2 separate regions of the Nomascus leucogenys genome follow, and region 2 is linked to region 1. Evidence: chromatin contacts called from public Hi-C data. All regions are on one chromosome and are shown on one strand. Each heading gives the region's core, a stretch centred on a gene start, on an enhancer-like site or on the middle of the called end of the contact. The rest is flanking DNA. Distances are from core to core; before and after follow the strand shown.

What was found. A called contact is a pair of places that touch in the nucleus more often than the background predicts.
Region 2: a contact with region 1 is called in a Hi-C map of a lymphoblastoid cell line, with 2.1 times the contacts expected there. The contact joins two enhancer-like sites. A contact is called at or near these places in 2 of 4 Hi-C or Micro-C datasets (both in a lymphoblastoid cell line).

The regions. Positions count from the first base shown.
Region 1 is chr7b:732,617-738,619 of Asia_NLE_v1, forward strand. It overlaps TTLL8 (protein monoglycylase TTLL8), which reads left to right. Exons shown (of 14, transcript XM_030815324.1): 5 at 143-216; 6 at 2,197-2,325; 7 at 3,540-3,654; 8 at 4,120-4,254. Among named protein-coding and RNA genes, the nearest start is that of TTLL8, 12 kb to the left of the region's middle. Within about 2 kb of position 4,740, the one cell type or tissue checked has an H3K27ac peak away from gene starts, as active enhancers do. A contact at or near this core is called in a lymphoblastoid cell line, where this site is marked.
Region 2 is chr7b:771,855-777,889 of Asia_NLE_v1, forward strand. It overlaps IL17REL (putative interleukin-17 receptor E-like), which reads left to right. Exons shown (of 15, transcript XM_030815150.1): 4 at 2,153-2,302; 5 at 2,507-2,616; 6 at 2,778-2,892; 7 at 3,407-3,546; 8 at 3,765-3,836; 9 at 3,922-3,976; 10 at 4,743-4,915; 11 at 4,983-5,027; 12 at 5,304-5,361; 13 at 5,615-5,711; 14 at 5,956-6,035. The coding sequence starts at 2,194. Among named protein-coding and RNA genes, the nearest start is that of IL17REL, 13 kb to the left of the region's middle. Within about 2 kb of position 1,352, the one cell type or tissue checked has an H3K27ac peak away from gene starts, as active enhancers do. A contact at or near this core is called in a lymphoblastoid cell line, where this site is marked.

The sequences.
Region 1 (6,003 bases), core at 3,490-5,989:
TGCTCCACCAGGGGAAGGCCCCACCTGGAGCGAGGTTTCTGGAAGTAAAGTCGCTGTCGTGCCTGCGGTTGTGGTAATGGAGCCGATGCGGGAAGTCTGGCTGAGGCTTCATGTTCAGGCCTCCCCTGTGTTTCATTGGCAGATGATACATGTGCCAAAGTCAAAGAAAATCGAGAAATGGCTTTGGAGAAAACAGACGACATCCACGATGTGATGGTACGTCCCCCGCACGCGTCATGGTCAGCTGCGGCCTCTCCAAAGCTTCTCACACCGTCACCCTGTTCCGTGCCCACTCTCCCGTGTCCTGGGGGGATGGCAGCCTGGCGGGGGCAAAGCCCCAGTCACAGCAGGGCCCTTTGACCGGGCAGCAGGGCCTAGCTGCCCCCAGGGGTGGGGTGAGCCCTTCGGTGCTGGATGAGCCGCTGTGTAGTGGGTGGACCCGGTGCTCCCAGCTCCCCTCCACCCACACCGGGCTGGCCTGCTGCGTGCACGTGGAAGCTGAGGGCACTGAGGTCCAGCAGGGTTGGGACAGCCCGGCTGGTGTGTTGCAGGATGGGGCCTGGCCGGCGAGTGAGCTGGGGTCTCCAGCAACACAGCAGTATGCCCCTCCCCACCTCCCCAGCCCAGCCTAGTCCCTCCAGGGCTCCCAACACTCCACCATAAAGAGGGCGAAAGAGAAACCAGAGTGGGAGACGGCATTTGCAGTACTTAAAATTGAAAAGATCAAATGTCCAGAATGTATGAAGAACTCACAAATCAGTAATGAAAATAGAAAAATGGGCCCAGACTTGATGAGGCGCCTCCCACATGGCTGGTGAGCTCGCCCTTCCAGGTTCCTGGAGTCAGTGCCATTCCCATAGAGCGTCATGGGTGCTCCAGTGGCTCTCACAGGTCTGTGGGCAATGGCGTGTACACATCAGAACATTCCTCACTGTTCTGGAGGCTGGAGTCTGGGTCAGGGGCAGCGTGGCTGGGCTCTGTGAGAGTGTCCTGCTTCATGGATGGCTGGCTTCTCTCTGCGTCCTCACACAGGCGCGAGGGTTTTTCTGGGGCCTCTTTTATAAGGGTGCTAGCCCATCATAAGGGGCTCAGGCTCGTGACCTAATCCTAAAGCCTCCTATGCCATCGCCCTGGGAGTGAGGATTGTAGCACATGCATTCCGGAGAGGCAGAAACATTCTGCTCATTGTGCCTGGAGGAGAGACAGAAGCAGGTGGCAGCTACCGGGTGGGGGCGGCTGGGGGACTTCGGCTCTGTTGATGATGCTGTTTCTCACCCCAGTACACAGTCATTAGTGGTTAGTGGTTAGTATGCTATTATTCACACACGCACACACACACACACGCACACGCACACACACACACACACGCACACACACATATATTTTTGGGGGGGGTGTTTTGAGATGGAGTCTCACTCTGTTGCCCAGGCTGGAGTACAATGGTGCAATCTCGGCTCAACCTCTGCCTCCCGGGTTCAAGTGATTCTCCTGCCTCAGCCTCCGGAGTAGTTGGGATTACAGGCACCCACCACCATGCCCGGCTAATTTTTGTATTTTTAGTAGAGACAAGGTTTCGCCATGTTGGTCAGCCTGGTCTTGAACTCCTGGCCTCAGGTGATCTGCCCGCCTCAGCCTCCGAAAGTGTTGGGATTACAGGCGTGAGCCACTGCACCCAGCCTGGTTGGAATTTTGACTTAACACATGCCATTGTTGTAAACAGAAAAGCACCGACCACATGCCCCCAGCTCCATGGCCAGCCCCTCTATCAGCAGGGCAGGAGCGGGAGGCCAGTGCCTGGGGCTCAGGGAGGGGTGTGCAGGGCCCGTGGTACAGGCCTGGGGGCTTTGGTCCTGGGGACTGTAAGCTCCGGGTTATGAAGTGTCATGTCACCTGGCAAGTGGCACGTCCCCACACCCACGCAGACCCCATGCGGAGGGCTCAGACCCCACCTGCAGCCCCACATCGGGGTGGGCCCCCAGAGCCCGAGGCCCCTCTGTGGAAACCCTGTGTTGTCCTGGTTGCGCCCCACATCCCTTGCACAGGAGGCCCACAAGGAGCACTACTGCCTGCAGCAGAGCCCGGCTGGCATCCTCACGCTGCACGCCATTTGTCCTCTGATGGTCACCTCGCTCCGTCCCATCCTGCCTGGTGTGAACCTTGAATGCTGGGCATCAATGAAGACTTTTTTCTTGCCAGTCTAGGTTGGTAAAAAACGAGATGCCGTACCTCCTCTGGACCATCAAGAGGAACGTCATTGACTATCACAGCCTGACCTACGACCAGATGCTGAACCACTACGCAAAGACAGCCTCCTTCACCACCAAGGTGAGCTGGCTGCTTGGGCACGGTGGGAGCCGGCAAGGGTGGTGGGGAGGAGCTTCTGTAGCCATTAGGGACCCTCGGTGGCTGGTCAGTGGCCATGGGCGGCCATCGGTGGCCACCAGACACCTCCTGGGCGCCTCCCAGGACTCCTGGTCTAAGGCCGTGGCCAGAATCACTTGGTGCCCACCCCACCCCCAGCACCTCTGTGCCCTTTGCTCTGTGTCTCTGGGTGAATCCGGGGCCACAGAAACTCCCTCCTCGGGGCACAGAGGCCAAAGATGGGGCTGAGTGGGGGCTGCCACCGGGCTTTGGGTGCTGAGGGGGCTGTGGGTCCCCAGGGGAAGAGGTGCCGCTCCCCCCAGCACTGGGCACTCCCCCGTCTCCCCCGGCCTCCAGCCCTGCACAAGGCAGCTGCCACACCCTTCCCACCAAGGCCCAGGGCTGGGGCTTGCCCAGGACACAGGGTGTGGGGACCCTGCTGAGGGAGGGGTCCAGGAAGAGGGGCTTCCCTGGCACAGAGATCCGTCTCAGCAGGCCAGGTGCGGCTGCCTCAGCACAGTGTGGGGTGGAGGTGCGGGACAAGGCTCCCTGCCGCACCTAATACCCCAGGGTCAGGCCAGCACCAGCGCTGCTGGTGGAAACATGGCTCCTTCAAAGACCCTTTGTGCAGAGCCAGTCAGCGTGCGCTGTGTTTTCTGGGGGCCAGCCACTTTTTTCCTTAACGGGGTGACAAACCAGACATTGGGGTGCGGGGACTTCACGATATGCCTCTCTAATGGCGAGTGCTGCATTGCGTATGGTGGGCAGTGCTGGGCGTGTGGCCACATTCCAGGCCCTGTAGCCAGTCCTTCCTCTCCTGGGGTCTGAGGTGTGGGACACCTTGTGGCCCGTTTGGGGGCCTGGAGGGAGCCCCAGTGCCCACCGCCCTCGGTGCCCTCAGCTGCAGCCTCCCGATTCCCTGGGGCCTGCCACACCCTCCACTGCCTCAAGGATGCGTCTGAGCCTGGCCTGCACATCCATGCTCCCACCGGCTGGAGGGGGTGGCCTGGGGACCTGGGGGACCGTATGTCTGGGGAGGAGGAGGGATCCGCCCTAGGGGTGCTGTGTGGTGCCCTATAGCCAGGCAAGTCCGAGGTGGACGGCCCGTCCTCGCCTTGTGAGCGAGGCGGAGCTGAGCTGAGCTGCCCCTCGTGCCTAACACGGTGCTGTCTCTGGAGATCGGGCTGTGCGTGAACATGCGGAGCCTGCCCTGGTACGTCCCGGCCAACCCCGACTCCTTCTTCCCACGCTGCTACAGCCTCTGCACCGAGAGCGAGCAGCACGAGTTCCTGGGTAAGTGAGGAGACGGCAGAGGGCCCCATTGCTGTCAGCAGAGAGGCTTCTAGAAAGATCCCCCTGGCGCTGAGACAGATCGATGGGGCAGGGTCTGAGGACAGAGGACCGGGGAGAGGCCTTCCATGGCCATGGTCATGGCAGTACAGGGGCCTGGGGCCCGGGGAGGGACGGCGGGCAGGCAAGGAGCGTGTGGTTCTGCACTGGGCTCGTGGACAGCGCGGCGAGCAGCTGGGGCAAGGCCGGCTCCGTGGTTGGAGGCCGAGGGGTGCAGTTGGACGGCTGCAGTCACAGAGACGCGGCAGGGAGAAGGGCAGGCGACTGGGGGTGTGGGAGCAGGCCTGGGCCCCACCGGCTGTGAGGGCGGGAAGTGGGGCAGGTTGGGGAGCCTCCGCGGCCCTGGCCCCATCTCCAGTCCCCAGTCCCGGCTCGGACAGATGGGGCGAGGCCGTGCTGTCCTTCCAGAAGACTTCCGGCGTACCATGGCATCCGGCATCCTCAAGTGGGTGGTCAGTCACCAGAGCTGCAGCAGGAGCGGCAGGAGCAAGCCCAGGGGCCGGAGGGAGGAGGCCGGGAGCAGCGACCCGAGCAGCAGGCAAGGTGTGCTGGGCCGGGGCAGGGCAGTGCCAGGTCACCAGAGCTCAGGGCCTCCACAGGGGCCCTCCCGCCTCCTGGGTGTGGTCAGTCCTGAGGGTTGCAGCAGCCGGGGCTGGATACAGCGATGCTTCAGACTCTCTCGATTCTCATGGCAAACGGGTTTTCTGTTCTAATTGTGGGGCTAAACGTCAAAGTCACCCTGTTTGTAAAGCACCTGGCAGATAACGCAGCCCTGGGACGTCCGCATCCCACGCTCACCGGTACAGTCCCGTGCTGCGGACGTGATTCCAGCCTGTGGTCAGAAGCCTGCCCCGCCCCGCAGCCACCACGATGCTGCAGCCTGAGTCTCCCCAAAGGGGCCCTGTGGGAGAGGATGCAGGAAGCCCCGGGGAGAGGCGCCCCTGGGTGGTTACAGGGATGTGAACCAGCCATCGTGTTTTTGGAAAAAACCCAAATCTTTTTTGTGGTTGTTGGTTTTAATACAATGTAACTTCTAGAGCAGTTTTAGGTTCGCAGCACAGCTGAGCAGAGAGTACAAGATTTACCACACTCTCCTGCCCCCGCGCCTCCCCCACCGCCAACATCCTGCACCAGAGCAGTGCGTTTCATCTGTTGACAGAGGAACATCGGTGCATTAAACTTTTAGAGTGTATTTGAGCAAACAGTGATTTGTGCCAATCAGGCGGCTGCAGGGCTCCACCGAGGGGAGAGCCCTTCTAGGTAAACGTGGAAACGGAGGAAATAAATCCTGATTGGTGAACGCTGGAGCGGTGGCCTCATTTGTGCTGAGTGAGAATTTGTTCCCAGCTGGCTGCCTGCGATTGGCTGTGCTTAAGTTTCATTTTCAATTCTGAGTTAGGCTGTGGTTTGCGTTTGTCGGAGACCAGGTCACCTGGGCCACCTCATCTGATGGCCTCCTAATTAATGTTTTTTTTTTTTTCTTTTGAGACGGAGTCCTGCTCTGTCACCCAGGTTGAAGTACAATGGCACGATCTTGGCTCACTGCAACCTCCGCCTCCTGGGTTCAAGCGATTCTCCTGTCTTAGCCTCCCGAGTAGTTGGGTGCCCACCACCACGCCCGGCTAATGTTTTGTATTTTTAGTAGAGATGGGGTTTTGCCATGTTGGCCAGGCTGGTCTCGAACTCCTGACTTCAGGTGACCCGCCCACCTTGGCCTCCCACAGTGCTGGGATTACAGGCTTGAGCCACCGTACCCAGCCTAATTAATGATTTTAACACAACTGATGAACCTACAATGACGCATCATGGTAACCCAAATGGTGTTACACATTCTACAGGTTTGGACAATGTATGATGCCCTGTATCCACCATTCCAGTATCAGACAGAGACAGTCCCCGGCCCTAAAACTCCCTGTGCTCTGTCTCTTCATCCCGCCACCCCCGAGCTCCTGGCTACTACTGATCTTTTTCCTGTCTCCACGGTTTTGCCTTTTCTAGAATGCCGTTCGGTTAGAACCACGTAGCATGGAGCCTTTTCAGATGGGCTTCTTCCACTTAGTAATATGCATTTAAGATTCCTCCAGGTCTTTTCATGGCTTGAGAGCTCATTTCTTTTTAGGGCTGAGTGATATTCCACTGTCTGGATCCACCATTGTTTATTTATCTATTCATCTACTGAAGGACATCTTGGTCACTTCCAGGTTTTGACAATCATGAATAACGTTTCTGTCGACATCTGTATGCAGGTCTTTGTGTGGCCATAAATTTTGAATTCATTTGGGAAAATACCAA
Region 2 (6,035 bases), core at 102-2,601, 36 kb after region 1:
CTAATTTTTGTATTTTTAGTAGAGACAGGGTTTCCCCATGTTGGCCAGGCTGGTCTCAAACTCCTGATCTTGGGTGATCCGCCCACCTCGGCCTCCCAAATTGCTGGGATTACATGCGTGAGCCCTGCCCAGCCCATTCCCTCAAATTCTCTTGGGTGGTTCTTTCTCCGCCTCTGGTCGTTCCCTCACATGCATGTGTTCATGAATACTCCACTGAGTATTAGCAAAGTGGATATTCCCCAGAGCTCTCTCTGTGTCATCCTCTCCCCTCTCATAATTGGTCCGGCTGCCCAGACCCCTCCATCCCAGTTCCTCCTCTCAGGGAGTGTGCCACGCTCCACTTGGGATCCACCCCCACCACTGCCTGAGAACACTCCCCAGACAGTGGCGCATTCCCAGACCTCACTGTGACTGTTTCCTGTCTCCCAGGTCTCACCGTCCCTCACTTCCTCACGCCCACTGTCTTGAAACCATTGCTCATGGATTTTGCCTTGGTTTCCCAGCTGTCTCAGGCAGGAGGGTAAATCAGATCCCTGTGAGTCCATCCGGACTACAGTGGGAATTTGTAAGAGTTGGATTTCTGGCTGGGCGCGGTGGCTCACACCTGTTATCCCAGCACTTTGGGAGGCTGAGGTGGGCGGATCACCTGAGATCAGGAGTTTGAGACCAGCCTGGCCAGCATGGTGAAACCCTGTCTCTATTAAAAATACAAAAATTAGCCAGGCGTGGTGGTGCGTGCCTGTAATCCCAACTACTCGGGAGGCTGAGGCAGGAGAATTGCTTGAACCTGGGAGGTGGAGGTTGCAGTGAGCCGAGATCACTCCACTGTGCTCCAGCCTGGGCGTCAGAGTGGGACTCTGTCTCAAAAAAAAAAAAAAAAAAGGGTTGGATTTCTTACCCATAGCATGTTCGGACTTCATTCCCATTGCCCCTTTGAGGCACGGAGTTACTGGATGGAAGCTCTCAACTGTCAGTTGTCTAGGTTCTTGCCGTGTTAAACAAAACACACAAGTATAGCAACAAAAAAGAATGGAGTAAGGAGGGCACAGATTTACTGAAGCGAAGGAGCACTCCACAGAGTGGGAGCAGGCTCAAGCAAGCAGCCAAGGGCCCCGAATGCAGTGCCCCCCAGAGTTTTCACAAAGCTAAAAGAATTTGGTAACACTCCTAGCTGCCCTTTGGGGGTTTCCAGTGGGTTACACCCTGTGGAGGATAGGCCTGCAACCAATCAGAGGCTGAAGTGGAGTCTCATTATCACAGGAGGGAGGCTGTGGCCTGTGTGCTGCCTAATCTTGCCTGGAACTGGCTGCACCTGCTGTTCTTTTGCTTATCCCTTCGCCCCCGGTTACCCTCATTCCTTACTCTCCTGCCTCAGCAGGGTACTGTGTTCAGTGTGGGCTCCGCTGAGCAGCAGCTGCACTGTCTCACCAACAGTATGTGGGTCCCATGCCTCAGTGGCCATGCCTTCTATAAAGAGGGTGGCAGTCCTCCTGTGGAACGGCTGGCTTGCCAGGCTCTGTGGCTCATGTGAAGTTCTGCTCGGAGTCCCACCTGCAAACCTGGCTGAGCAAAGGCAGCAAAATTGCTCAGCCCCCGGTGCCCAAAATAATACCCAGCTCCACACTACCCAGGTCTGGTGAGGCTGCCCTGAATGGCGTTTGGTCTCAGAGCAAAAGGCCCTGGGGGCAAGTCCTGCCTGTGAGGATGCGGCCACTTCCCTGTGGACAGAGGCCTGGGCTGCAGCAACCTTGGGGTCACCTCCCAGGTGTCCCAGCAAGCCCTCGTTGGCCTTTCTGCTGTTCGTCTTTGAGCAGGGGTGACGGAGCTTGCCAGCAAGTCGTGGTGGGCTTCCTGCCCCCTTGCTGGCCAGGTGGGGCAGCAGCTTCCGCTGCTCTGATGCAGACTGGTGTGCAGCCTGCCCCCCTGATCCGGGCCCACTCCTGGGGTCCCACAAACATTTCGGAGTGTGTCTCCGGGGGGGCTCACCACATGCCAGGGGGCTTGCTCCCCAGTTGGCTTGGGGCAAGATAGTAAAGAACCCCTGGCAAAGACTTTGCAGCCCCAGGGCTCTCTCCCCCTTCACAGAACCATCCACAAAGCCTTTCCAAGCACCAGGGAACTCGAGGCCTCACACTCTTTCTCCACCCCCCAGGGAACATTTTTAACAGCTTCTGCCGGCCACGCCCCGTGTCCATGTCCAGGTCAGTCCTGGAGGCCCTGACGTCCTCCACTGCCATGCAGTGTGTCCCCCCTGACGGCTGCTCGATGCTCCTGCGTGTACGCGCCTCCATCAACCTGCATGGTGAGAGGTGGCCTCGAGGGTGGAAGTAACACTCGCAGATCCGGCAGTGGGCCCAGGTGCCTTTTACTCCCATCAAACCCTGGGTGGCCTGGTGAGGGAGGGGGTCGCTGCTAACCGCACTTCACAGAGAGAAGGCAGAGGAACAGGGTCCCACGACCCCGTCCAGAGCTCTGACACACCCCGCTGGGTCCTTCCTCCACCCAGAGCGCCTGCGGGGCCTGGAGGCCTGTGCCATCAGCCTGGACACCCAGGAGACGCAGTGTCAGAGCGTGTGGGTGGCCAGGGCCTCCCACCAGCAGCAGGTGGGGCAGCAGGTGAGGCCAAGGCAGGGCTCTGCCACCCAAGTCCCGAAGACTGGGCGCCACTCCTCCTGGGCGCCATCCCTGGCTCTAAGCTCCAGCCATGCAGGTGGAGCTGGCCGGGTAGGGTGGGCAGTGCCTCTGAGTCCACGCAGCTCACACCTGCACCTGCTCAGCTCCAGGTGCACTTTGGCTGCTTTGCGGTGAGTGTGGCCCAGCACCTCTACGTCACCCTGAGGACCATCCCTCATTTCTGCGGGGTCCAGCTGGACCAGAGGCACCTCGTGGAAGGTAGGGTCCCCAGGGCCCCCTGAGCACAGCTGCCGTTCAGCCTCCAGGGCCTGGCTTGGGGTGGGACTTGCCCAGGGCAGGGGCCTGGCCCTCACACTGGACAGATCCCCGCAAGGCCTTTGCCTTAATTCAAGGTCGCATGGCAGCGGCACAGCGCGTGGGGGGGGCAGGGGCAGGTGGAGGAGGATGGCCCCTGAGGGCAGGGCAGCCCGCACCCCGCCATTGCCTCTGCGCTTTGCAGACTGCGGAGAGGAGGACGTGGCGAGGAGTGTGCCCGACTGCCTTGGTGAGTTCCCTCCTTCGACGCCCCTGCGAAGACCCCCAGACGCTGCGACAGGCTTCCTCTCCCCGGGGTCTTCTGCCCCATTTGGGAAATCCTGAGGGGCCCTCGGGTGGGCGACTCCCAAACGTCTGAACCAAGCAGGAGCCACCACGTCGTGGCTCTCGGGACAGACAGAGCCCCGCGTCGGTGACCGCTGGTCCCAGCGCGGCCCCGACTTGCCGCCTCCTGCAGCGGGGAAGCTCAGCTACTGGGTGGACCGGAGGCGCAAGGCGATTCTGGTGCAGGTGCCCAGGGCCTCCGGGAGCCCCGACTACTACGTGCGGCTCTGCCTCAAGCGGTTCACCTGCGAGGACGCCGGTGCCCCTGTGCAAGTGAGCGCCCGCGCCCCGTCAGCCTTAGGCCCCGCCCACCTCCGCGCCCGCGCCCCGTCAGCCTTAGGCCCCGCCCACCTCCGCGCCCCGCCCCCGGTCAGGCCTAGGCCCCACCCACCTCCCGTCCCCGCTCCCGCCCCGTTCGGCCCAGGTCCCGCCCACCCCAGACCACACCCGCCCTCCCGCGCGGCCCCTCAGCCGCCCTTTCTGGGTTGCAGGTGACCGCCAACAGCGTCTCCCAGGCCGTCTCCCTGCCCTACAGCCAGGAGCTGCCGTGCTTGTGCCTGGAGGTCGGTGGAGGTGTCGCCTGGACTTGGGGCGGGTCGGGGGAGCACAGGGATGGGTGGGCTGCGCTGACCCCAGCCCCTCCCACAGGGCTGGTCTGCGACCCCTGACGCGGTGAGGATCCAGATCTGCCCCTTTGAAAACGGCAAGTGTCCTGCGATGCCAACGGGCGGAAGGGTGGGAATGGCTGCCGCCAGCCTGACTCCACCATGAGGACTGACGTGGGGGGATGAGATAAGGGGCAGGCCCAGCCTAAATCCCTGAGCCTGCTCGGAAGGGCCTGTCACCAAGGGAACCTGCGCACAGATGTGGATGTGCACAAGTGTGTGTATGCGTGTGTTTGTGTGTGTGCAATGTACATGTGTGCACACGTGGGCCAGCTCACCTGGGAAAACCAAGGCTGTCAAGAGGGGCTGTCTGAGGGGCACAAGAGAGATGCCCTGCTCTCGGTTCTGCTCAGCGACGCTGCACACACACACACACATGCACAGACACCCATGAACATACACGCCCATACACATGCACACACATACGCACACCCATGCGCAGGCAGGCACACCCATGGATATGCACACCCACACCCATGGACACACATCCGTGCACATACACACATACACAGGTACACACACCCATGCACAGGCAGGCACACTCACGCACACCCGTACCCATGACACACACCCATGCGCAGGCAGGCATATACATAGGCGCATGCACCCAGGCACATGCATATCCACACACATGCACACGCACCCATGCACACACGTGCACAGACTTGGGCCAGGGCTCAGAGACCCACAGGAGGAGTGTTCTGGACCCTGGCCCAGTGGTCACTTGAGTGGGTGCTAGACCTCACGGGCCTGGCAGCCAGGGTAGGGCCCAGCTGACCTGTGTTTCGGGGAGGGTTCCTGCAGACACTGAGGCACTGGAGGTGCTGTGGGACACGGTCTACTACCACCCGGGGAGCCAGACACTGAGCTGGGAGCCCGCCTGCCCTGTGAGTGGCCATGTGAGCCTGTGCTGGCGCCCAGGGCCCGGAGCCGGCTGCCGTAAGCTGCAGCGATCCAGCCAGCTGGTGCATCGCAGAGTGAGTGCCTGCTCGGCAGGGATGGGGGTGGGCATGGATGCCACAGCCTGACCCGAGCCCTCCTCAGGTGCAGTACCCGCTGGTGGACACCCAGCCCCAGCTCTGCCTGAAGGTGAGGGGCTGCCACAGCCTGCCAGTGCCCTATTTTGGGAGGGGCCAGGGGGCATCAGGGTAGGGAATGGAGCAGGGGCCCTTGCCCAGCCCTGGAGCCCAGCCTCCCAGCCGTCCCTCAGAGCCCCCTCCTGGTCTGACAGTGGGTGAGCTAAGGGCCTAAGGAGGGGAACTGAGCCCAGATCACCCTGAAGCTGACCCAGCCTGTCCCTGTCCCTGCCCCTGTCCCTGCCCCGCACACACTCCACCCTCCTGCACCCCTCACCCCACTTTGCAGTTCTCCACCAGTTGGGGGTCCTGGGTGCGGTGCCCTTTCGAACAGCGTCGCTTCCCAAGTAAGTTCTCCGTGGGGCCTGCACAGCGTGGACGCAGCACAGAACATCCTTTACGTCACTCTGTGTTGGTCAGGGAGGTGGGATAACAGTGTCAAGCCAGTGTGGGGGAGGTACAGTGGGCAGGCGCCAGGCCCGCTGGGGAAGGAAGGGAGGCCAGATGGGGGTCTCACCCTTCACTCCCCACAGCCTGGAAAATGACCATCCAGCCTTCGCCCACAAAGGGCCACCTCCGGGCCACCTTCTTCTCGTCCAGCCCCGCCCACTTCCAGGTGCACCTGTGTCACAGGAGGAAGTCACAGCTCCCTGCCTGCCAACGCACACTCCAGGCCAGCCCGCTCCCTTCAGCCTCAGTGAGCCGAGAGAGTGGGGCTCCATCCTGGGGAGGTGGGGGGGTGGTGGCAGGACCCCATCACTTCCCTGTGGTGGTCTCTGTCCCACCCGGGCCCTGAGCCCACCCAGGGTCTAGCCTACCTGGCAGGGAGGGATGGGGGGCCAGCCCTGCTTTGTGGGTGCTGAGAGGATGTGGGAGAAGCACAGTGTTTAGCCTGATCCGCCCTTCCTCCTATTGCCTATGACCTGCCCTCCCCCACCCAGTGTGACCCAGCAGCCGCCCTTGCCTTTGCCTTCCTGGACCTTCCCAAGGAGGAGGTCTGTGCCCCAGGCGTCTGCATCCA